Regions from separate parts of the Mus musculus genome. Here region 1 is linked to region 2. The links are chromatin contacts, called in public promoter capture Hi-C maps. All regions are on one chromosome and are shown on one strand. The core of a region is the stretch at or near the end of the contact, and the rest is flanking DNA. Distances in the headings are between cores, read along the strand shown.

Evidence for each region. Promoter capture Hi-C pulls out the DNA fragments that hold promoters and counts their contacts.
Region 1: a promoter capture Hi-C map of liver shows a contact between it and region 2. A contact is called at or near these places in 4 of 39 promoter capture datasets (embryonic stem cells, liver and maxillary cranial neural crest) and 1 of 9 other capture datasets (adipose tissue).

Annotation. Positions count from the first base shown.
Region 1 is chr19:34,812,326-34,816,791 of GRCm38.p6, forward strand. It overlaps Pank1 (pantothenate kinase 1), which reads right to left. Exons shown (of 7, transcript NM_001114339.2): 6 at 1,367-1,492; 7 at 1-62. The coding sequence ends at 3. Among named protein-coding and RNA genes, the nearest start is that of Mir107, 6.2 kb to the right of the region's middle.
Region 2 is chr19:34,287,933-34,292,915 of GRCm38.p6, forward strand. It overlaps Fas (Fas (TNF receptor superfamily member 6)), which reads left to right and starts at 2,727. Exons shown (of 9, transcript NM_007987.2): 1 at 2,727-2,812. The coding sequence starts at 2,783.

The DNA.
Region 1 (4,466 bases), core at 671-3,170, 520 kb after region 2:
CTCTACTGTGTATCGGTCATTTTGAACAGTTCCAACAGGGCCCCAACAGCTCCAAAATAACCCTGCAAAAACACGGAGAACTCCTGTAGGGTTGTTCCTGAACCGTAACCAAAGAACTATTGCGTTCATTAGTTCTAGGAAGGCTGCCCTGCACTTTACAGATCTATAACATTAGAAACGGAACTCATGACAGGAGATATGGGTTAGAGGCAAGGCCTGTGTTTAGCACAAGCAAGTCTACACAGTTGATCTCCCTAAACACAAAACAAACACTGATCTCTTGGATAAAAAAAAAAAAAACTCAAGACCAAGTAATCAAATAACTATCACTAGTCTGAATGTATATTTATCTATATTAATATAGAAAAGTGCTTAGGACTGTATCTGGCACTGCCTTCTTATAAAACAAAAGCTCATATTTCTGATAATGAAGGTTTCTAAAACTCAGCTATATTAGGAAATAGCGTCTTAGTCATTGGCTTGCTATATGTAACAAAATACCACACTCTGAGTGGCTTATAAAATAAATAAACACTATGACTTCATCTCATAGCTTTTTGGATGCAGGGCAGTCCAAAGTCAAGGTGTTTGTGAAAGCCAGGCTCCTGGCAGACTCGGTCGTCACCGTGAACTGGCACAGCAGAGAGTGCCTCTTTTATAAAGGCACTCATTCCTTTGTAGAACTCAGCCCTGGTGACCTAGTCTCCTCCCCAAGGTCTCACCTACTGACACTGTCATCTTGGGGATTAGGATTTTAGTGTATGAAGGGATGGCATACAAACATTGAGTCCACTAGCTACCTGGTGCCCAAAGGGCTAGGGAGACACAGCTCCTGTTTTGCCTGCCTCAGCAGTTACCTTAGAGATGGCGTGGATCAGTCAGGACCTTTAAGGCAGTTTCTGAATTCTTATCACATGTTAGAAATTTTTCCAAGCACTTTACATTTAAGTGTAAATCACTGTCAATCACAGGGACAGCTCCTACTGACTTCACACGTGTTGGATAACCACACAGAAGTGCTGCTACTGGGTCATTGAATTCTAACTTTGGGTTTTTCTAAGAAATTTCCCATACTGTTTCCTATAGTCATTTGTTATCATTGTTTATTATTATTGCTGTTGTTGGTATTATTATTTCCAAGTGACATTTTCTTTTCATTTCAGTAACAGTCTTCAAATCTCCACTGTTGGCTAAGAAAACTTCCATTATATACATGACATTTTGGCAGGTGGGGTGGGTAGGGTAATAAATACCAAGTTTAAAAAGCAATTTTCTACTTGATCAATTTTAAAATACAGATCTGACTCTTATGGCAGACAACCCAAAATACATGTAGGACAGTTACGTCCCCGTGAGCTTGACCTACCTCATGTTCCAAAAACAGTGCTTTCAGCTGTCCTTTAGACCAAAAGTCCATGGCATATGCTAGCAACTTCATTGAGACCATATTGATTCTGAGAAAGTTCCCAACAAACACAACTCTGTCAATATTCTGAAGGAAAAAAAAAGTTACAGGGAAACAATTAAGCCATGGCTTTAAAAGAGCATTTAGTAAGGACCCAGTATTCTATATGTGGTTGTATAGGACCACACTCAGTCAATATTTGCATTCTATATGTGGTTGTATAGGACCACACTCAGTCAATATTTGCATTCTATATGTGGTTGTATAGGACCACACTCAGTCAATATTTGCAAATGGAACTATTTCAGCATCTCAGAATCTCTAAAACCAACGTTCAACCAACAGAACATTCCACAGAACAGAAGGCGTAAGTTTTGGTTAACTTGACAAAAGCTCGAATCAGTTGGGAAGAGGGGAACTCAACTGAGAAGATGCCAACATCAGACTGGCCTGAGGCACGTCCGTGGGGCATTTTCATGATTGATATGGGATGGCCCAGCCCACTTCAGGTGGTGTCATGACCTGTTTGAGGCAGAGTACCTCAGTAAGCAGCCTCCCTCTGTGGTCTCTGCTTCAGGTCCTGCCTCCAGTTTCTTACTCTATTTGGGTTCCTCCTTCGGCTTCCCTCAATGCTGGAGTTTTATTAGGAAATATAGGTCAAGTGAACTCTTTCCACCCCAAACTGACACCCCATGATCTTTATCACAGCAACAGAGAGCAAACCAGGACACAGGCAAAGCGGAAATGATAATGAACAAGTTGCTGTGTTTTTGCTTACAATTATCATGCTAGGTTGCATTAGGTGTGATACATATTCAGTTTAACACACACACACAGCCCCCAGACTCCAAGGATAAAATACTATTAGAATCAACTTATAAATGAAATGAAGGGCAGTGGTGTGGTTTGTTCAGCTACTGAGTTTGGGATATAATAAAGAAAAAAATATTCAATCTCTGCCCTCAAGAGCAAGGTAGAATATCCTGCTTGAGCGACAGAAGGGTTAAAATAAGGTAACAAAAATGCACACCACTGATGTAAAATTTCATTCTGTAGCCACACTTATGAACACTCCTCTCACCCTGTGCACTCCGGGCTCCCAAGCCCCCCAGTTCCTGCAGCTCTTCCAATCCTTCCCCTGGGGATGTCTGAAGCTAAAGACTGGCTGGGCTCAGCCCACCTGCCATGCAGATGCTGAATCGTGCCCAGTTGCCATGGTCACCCAGATCAAAGGCAACAGAGCCTCTGATGCTTATTTTCTGCTGTCTACCAGGAGTAATCAAGGTCTAGGAACACCATCTTTTGCATGTCTCAGATCTTAACAATGTGTGTTCGTGAAGACATTAGTCACTGAAAATATTCTGTAGGTAAAGGACTCAGAGGTACTTTCAGTAAATTTCCATTAGAAATAAAGTCTGTAGCTACAAACTGACCAGACTACAGAACATACACGGTTTTTGTTTTTTGTTTTTGTTTTTTTCAAAAAGCATATCAAATAGGAATTTAACTAAATTTAGGGGGCTCAAATTTAGAATTCTCAAAGCCCCGTCTTATATTATCCTACCAGGAAGATGGAGAAGTCAGCATTAAATTTTGACAAGCATTTCATATTGCAAATAAAGGCCAGGTGGGTCAAAATTACAAATGTTTAACAAAGAAGGAAAATGAGAGGTAACAAAGGAGACTATAAGCAAACTCTTACTAAATGTGGCATGGGGCTGGGGCAGTGGCTCAGCAGCTAAGAGTGCATGCTGCTCTAACAAGGCACCACACAGGGTTCCCAGCACACACATAACTGCCAGGAACATAAAGAGTTCCTGGAAGTCAGCAAGAAAGCAGGAGCATCAGTCCGGAAACACAGCTGGTGAACAGTCTCTTCCCAGGCTAGTCACAGGTGACCGGAAGGGGAATTACTGAGACAGTCAGCAAGGGTGCTCAGTGGGAAAGGTGCTTGCTGTTAAACCTGAGGACCTGAGTCTAATGTCTAGATCCGGCACAGATAGCATAAGGAGAATATTGACTCTCACGACTTGTCCACATAGACGATAGTATGTTTGCACCGAGAGAGCAAGAGAGCGAGAGAGAGAGAGAAAGAGAGAGAGAGAAGTAATTTAAAAAGCTCTGAAAGGGGAAAACACTAATAATTATTAAGTATATGAAAATACATAACCTCACTTAAGGTACAGTTTCTTTTCTATTAGATTAAAAAATATAAAAAAGGTTAACAGACATCTTGGAAATTTATTTATTATGGTTAGTGGGAATCTAAATTAGAGTTGCCTTTATGGAAGAAGTTTTGTAATATCATTCAAAAATATAATCAGCACACCCATTGATTCAGAAATTTATCTTTTTAATTTATTTAATTACTTTGTCTGAGGCAAGGACTAGCTATGTAGACCTGGAGGTCACCGTACAGATCAGGCTGGCCTCAAACTCACAGACATCTACCTGTTTCTGCCTTTTGAATTCTGGTGTTAAAAGTATGGGCTCCCATGCCCAGCCATTTATACAAAATTATATGTTATATAAATGTGTGCACATATATTGCAGATTTTTTTTTAAGATTTATTTACTTTATGTATATTAGTACACTATAGCTGTCTTCAGACACATCAGAAGAGGGCATCGGATCCCATTACAGATGGTAGTTTGCCACCATGTGGTTGTTGGGAATTGAACTTGGGGCACTGGAAGAGCACTCAGTGCTCTTAACTGCTGAGCCATCTCTCCAGTCCCCTTACTGTAAGATTTTTAAGAAAGCAAAAGGCTTTCAGACAGAATCAAGTATGAGTCAGAGGTGTGACCATGGGATGGCAACCCCATCCCTCAATTGATGTCCTGTCTCCCTGCTGGAGGTGAGTTCTATAAGTTTCCTCTCCCTACTGTCAGAGGTCCCTCCCTCCCTATGATTCCTGAGGGTCTCTCACTTCCCAGTCCTCTAGTGCATTCTGGGGGGTCCCCCCAACCTATTTCCTGAGGTTGCCTGTTTACATTCTTTCTGATGGCCCTCAGGGCTTCAGTCCTTTTCCCTCATCCAATACCAGATCAGGTTCCCCCT
Region 2 (4,983 bases), core at 1,477-3,976:
CTCTCTCTCTCTCTCTCTCTCTCTCTCTCTCTCTCTCTCTCTCTCTCTCTCCATTCTGTGTGTGTGTGTGTATTTGTATATTCTTAATTAGATAGATCCTCCAGGGAGGAAAAGAAGTAGAAACAGAAGCTGAGCGAGCGATCAGTGGATTTTGCAGACCTTCTGACCCATAGAGGTGGAGTCCAGAAACTGCTTCATGAACAGGAAACTCTTGGTGCTGACCTTGAACAAACTTACTTACCTTCTCGGTGAACAAGCGGTTTTTAACCTACAGGGCTGGACCACCGTAGAGCTCACATATCAGATACCCTGCATAGCAGATATTCACATTACGATTCACAACGGCAGCAAAGTTACAGTTGGGATGTAGCAACGAGATAGCATCATAGTTGAGCGTTGCCATAGCATGAACTGTATTAGAGGGTCCAGCATTAGCGAGGGTGAGTACCACTGCTCTAGAATGTTCGCACGACACTAAAGTGCTACCTACTTTTCCAAAACAAAAGTGACTTTGAGATGCATTCATTAACTAGCAGTAAAGAAGTATAAGAATTTTTTTTAACGAAAATTGGTCAGGAAATAATCCGTAACAAAAGGAGGAAGTAATAATGTCTAACACAGCAGGTGAGGGTTTTCCCTTTTACTGAAAATAGACTTCTCTTTTTGATAGATTTATATCCTGACTATGGTCCCCTAACTCTTTTCACCCCAGCTCTTTTCTACCTTCCATCCTATCCAGATATTCCCTTTCTGTCTTGCTCAAAAACAAACTGGCTTCTAAGGAATAATACAAAAAGAAACAGAACTAACACACCGCAATTGGATGAAACAAACAGAAGAAAAAGAAGCCCAAGAGCTGGCACACAAAACAGAGACAAGCTCATGTGCACACTCAGGGATCCCTTAAAAACACTAAATTTGAAGACATAAATGCATATGCAAAGGACCTGTTGCAGACCCATGCAGGCCTGCACATGCTGCCCCAGTCTCTGTGAGGTCATGTGAGCTTTGATCTTGTTGACTTGGAAGGCCTTGTTTTCTTGGTCTTGTCCATCCCCTCTGGGTCTCAGACTCTTCCTGCCTCCTCCTCTTGGGGTTCCCTGAGCACTGAGGGGAGGGATTTGATGGAGACATCTCATTTAGGGCTGAGTGTTCCAGTATCTTTCTCTCTCTGAATAATATTTGGCTGTGGATCTCCGTATTAGGAGTTATTTTATTATAATGTATGTGTTGTTTGTTTGTTTTTATAACATACATATTTGTTTTTTTCCCTAGGTCCCTGGGCTATCTAGTCTCAGGTTCTTGGGTAGCGTCAGGTTTATGTTCTATCTTGTGGAGTGGGGCTAAAGTCAAATCCAGTATTGATGGGTTGCTCCCACAAACTTTGTGCCACTATATGCACTAGCTCATCTCTCTAGCAGGACACCATCATAGATCAAAGGCTTTGGGGTAGAGGTGAGGTTTACCTTTCTCCTTTAGTAGCATGCAGAATATCTTCCAGTACCAAAGATGTTGGCATGTAGGGATGAAGGCTCTATGTAGGCACTTTCTTCTTGCTCTCAACTTCTCTATATTCAATGAGTTGTGTGGGTCTCAGTTTGTGGGGAGCAATCTATAGTCTTGGCAACAGGCTGCATTGTTTGGGGACTCCCATGCAACTCTTTTTGGCCAACGATTCAATTAGATGCAACCCCATCCAGGAAAGGAAAACTTCATTTGATGACAAGAGATGTTCACTTGTGGCTCTGTCTCCCCCCATTATTTGGCTATAGATCACCTTCATGTATGCTTATACTTTAGGAAGACTCTGCTAGGTTTCCATACCTCTCAAATGCCCTTTAATTTTAGCTGTCTCTCCCTGTATTCCCATTCATCGTCTTCCTTTCCCCTCCCCCACTTGATCTTCCCATCATAACTACCTATTTTATTCCTCTTCCTTAATAAGATCTTTCTGTCCCCTCCCCTAGTCCCTTACTCTATATCTAACCCCCGTGGTTCTAAAGATTCTGGCTTGGTCCCTGAGTTAACTGCTGTGTTATTTGTCATAGTCATTTACCTTCATTCTCCATTTGGGAAACGAAGCCAGGGACATTCCCCTCATCAGGATCCCAAAGCCTATTATCTCTACCTCTGCTGTGGTGATTGTCACTTCATGTATCATATATGAGCTCTGTGGAGGGACCTCCCTCATCAGAATCCTAGGGTGTGTACCTCCTCTGTGGTAATTACCATTCAGAGGCCCCAGAAGCCCCAGCAGACCTGTCACTGACAAAATATTGAAAGTGAAGGCAAAATGGTCTTTGTCTCCAGCAATCAGCCAAAGTCCAATTCAATACAGAGTTCAGAATTCCTTCCAGGGTGAGCAGCAGGCAGAAAAAAAAATCTCACTTGACCTGAGGGTGTGACTGTGGAAGCGCCCAGGATGGGGAATGCCCATTTATGCAATCAAGCCCTGCTTGGGCCCCCTCCTCCCCCGCCCCCCACCCCCACCCCGCTCAGGCCGCCTGTGCAGTGGTGAGTCAGTGGGTTTCCCCGGGAGACCAGCAGAACTTTCTCGCAACCCTTGGGGCTTTACGAAGATTGTGTTTGGTCCCTCAAAAGAAAAAAAGTGACATACACGTGTTCAAAGCGATTTCTGGGAAGACCTGAATAGGAGCGAAGCGGTTTGTGCGTGCCAGGGGGCGGGCCTAGGCAAAGTACATACCCACAGGCAGTCTAGAGCTGGTGGGTGGGGCCGCAGGCTGCCCACACAGGCCGCCCGCTGTTTTCCCTTGCTGCAGACATGCTGTGGATCTGGGCTGTCCTGCCTCTGGTAAGCTTTGGGACGCCTGGGATGTGGGACGCTGCATACTGGGGACCACCACATGAGATTCCAGATGTGGCTGGCATTGGGTGCCACCGGTCCAGATGTTTAGAAACGCAGGGGAGCTGCTTTCGCTCTTGGCTAAGTGCTCAGGGCTGAAGCCCAAGTCCAGCGTTTTTCTGGAAAAAGTTTGGGTCGGGGCGGGGGGCGGGGGCGACGGTCAGAGCTTGGTGCTGGCCAGCTCTTGGATCGATCGCTTTAGTATGGCTGGAGAGGGACTCTGGCTTATAGACTTGCCCAGACACTTTTCTAGTGCCACTTTAGGGCACTAGAAAAGTTCGCTCCGAGGCTCCCTGGCATTTGACACTTCTGACAGTTCGCTCAACCGGGAAGTGAGTTACTCTGGGCTGTATTTACAAGCCAAGCATTAGATCATAAAATTTCTCAAAGTAACTTTGTCTGCGAAGATTTGTTTACTCTCCTGTAACAACACGGGAAACAAAAAAAACCTTCCCTTCCGGGAATTGAGCTGTCAAATTGTGGATGGCTGAACTGGTGGATATTTTTATATTGTTTGTACTGTTTCTTCTGTTACCCTCTTTCTGCTGGCACTCTCACAGCAGATTTGTCCCAGTAACCCTAGGGCTCTGAGTCCCAGCTCCTCCTTGTCTGCTGCAGGCACAGAAGTAAGAACTCTCCAGCATTCGGTCTCTTCAGAAATGCCTGTTAATAAATGCCAGTCCGAGGGATTCGACCCTCCGAGGTTCAATCCAGTTCTGAATTTAGAAAGATTGCTTTATCAGGTCCCTAAAAATTTGCCGGGCACAAGGATCTCAAATCGGTTTTCACAGCAGTGGTAGAAGGGAGGAAGACAACCTCTCCTTACTTTTACAAGGTTAAAAGAGGTTCCGAGAGCTTAAGCATTTAACAGAGGTCACACAGCTAGCAAATGACAGTGCCGGGCTTCAGTTGAGATCTAACTCCAAGGGGCATGTACATACACACACACACACACACACACACACACACACACACACTACTGCCCCATGGTATGGTTAAGAGAAAGGTTTTTATTGTGGATATAAAAGAGAAAATGGCCAGAGGCATCTGGAAGAGCCCAGAACATAGAGAGAAAGAAGTAAACTGAACATGGCCAGCAGACTCGACCAGGGCTATCTGAGAGAGAGAGAGAGAGAGAGAGAGAGAGAGAGAGAGAGAGAGAGAGAGAGAGAGAGAGATGGAGCAGAGGCTAGAGAATAGAGAAAACCGAGCGAGAGAAGCAGGCGCCGAGGTGAGAGAACAGAGTGAGAAGAGCAGAGCAGGTTTTTAGGTTAAATGAGTCGCTAGTGGATGGGAAGCCCAGGAGCTGGAGGGAGCTTGAGTAGGGGTGGCAGTGAGCAGGACTAGGATGCTAGCATGCACTTTGAAATGTGCAACAGGCACTTGTGGTCCAAGTATGTGCTTTGATGTGCTGGTTAATAGGCACTACAGGTAGTCTCCTATGTCCCATCTGCCAGAGGTAAGGGAAATGACTTTCCAATGGATCAGAGGAGGCACATTTAGTCAAATCCTTAATACAAGCAAACCAGATAATCTGACAACATGGTGCAGAGACTGTTTGCTTGGCAGGGCATGTACAAACATGTCATCTTGAAGGGTTTTTTTTTCCTAGCGATTCTTTTCCACAACCTGATTTACTGACCTCCATCCCTACCCTAGATCCATATTGTTCTTCCCCTAGAAGGGACAGCCTGCAGGTGAGGAATATTCTGAATGGGAAGAGCCCATGGTTAGAGATAGGAGCAAGCTCTAAGAGCAAACTGAGAGAGAGAGAGAGAGAGAGAGAGAGAGAGAGAGAGAGAGAGAGAGCAGGCAGGGAGACATCCTTTAGAAGCACAGTCATGGGGAGTGGAAGAGGCTTAGGGAAACACCATCAGAGAGAGGAATCTAATCTCTTAGAGGCCCAGGGGTGCATACAGAAATGCCTGATGTACCTGCAGGTCTCAAAGAGCAGGTTCCAGTGAGACACCAAGAGGGATAGATACAAGCAAGCATCTCCTAGGGGAAGGAGAAGAGAGACAAGCAGTTAGACAGCCTTAGAGACACAGTAAGCTTCAGGAGGGAGCTACCTGAGAGACAGACCTAAGGAGGCAGCTGGAAGCAGAGAGAGGAAATGGACA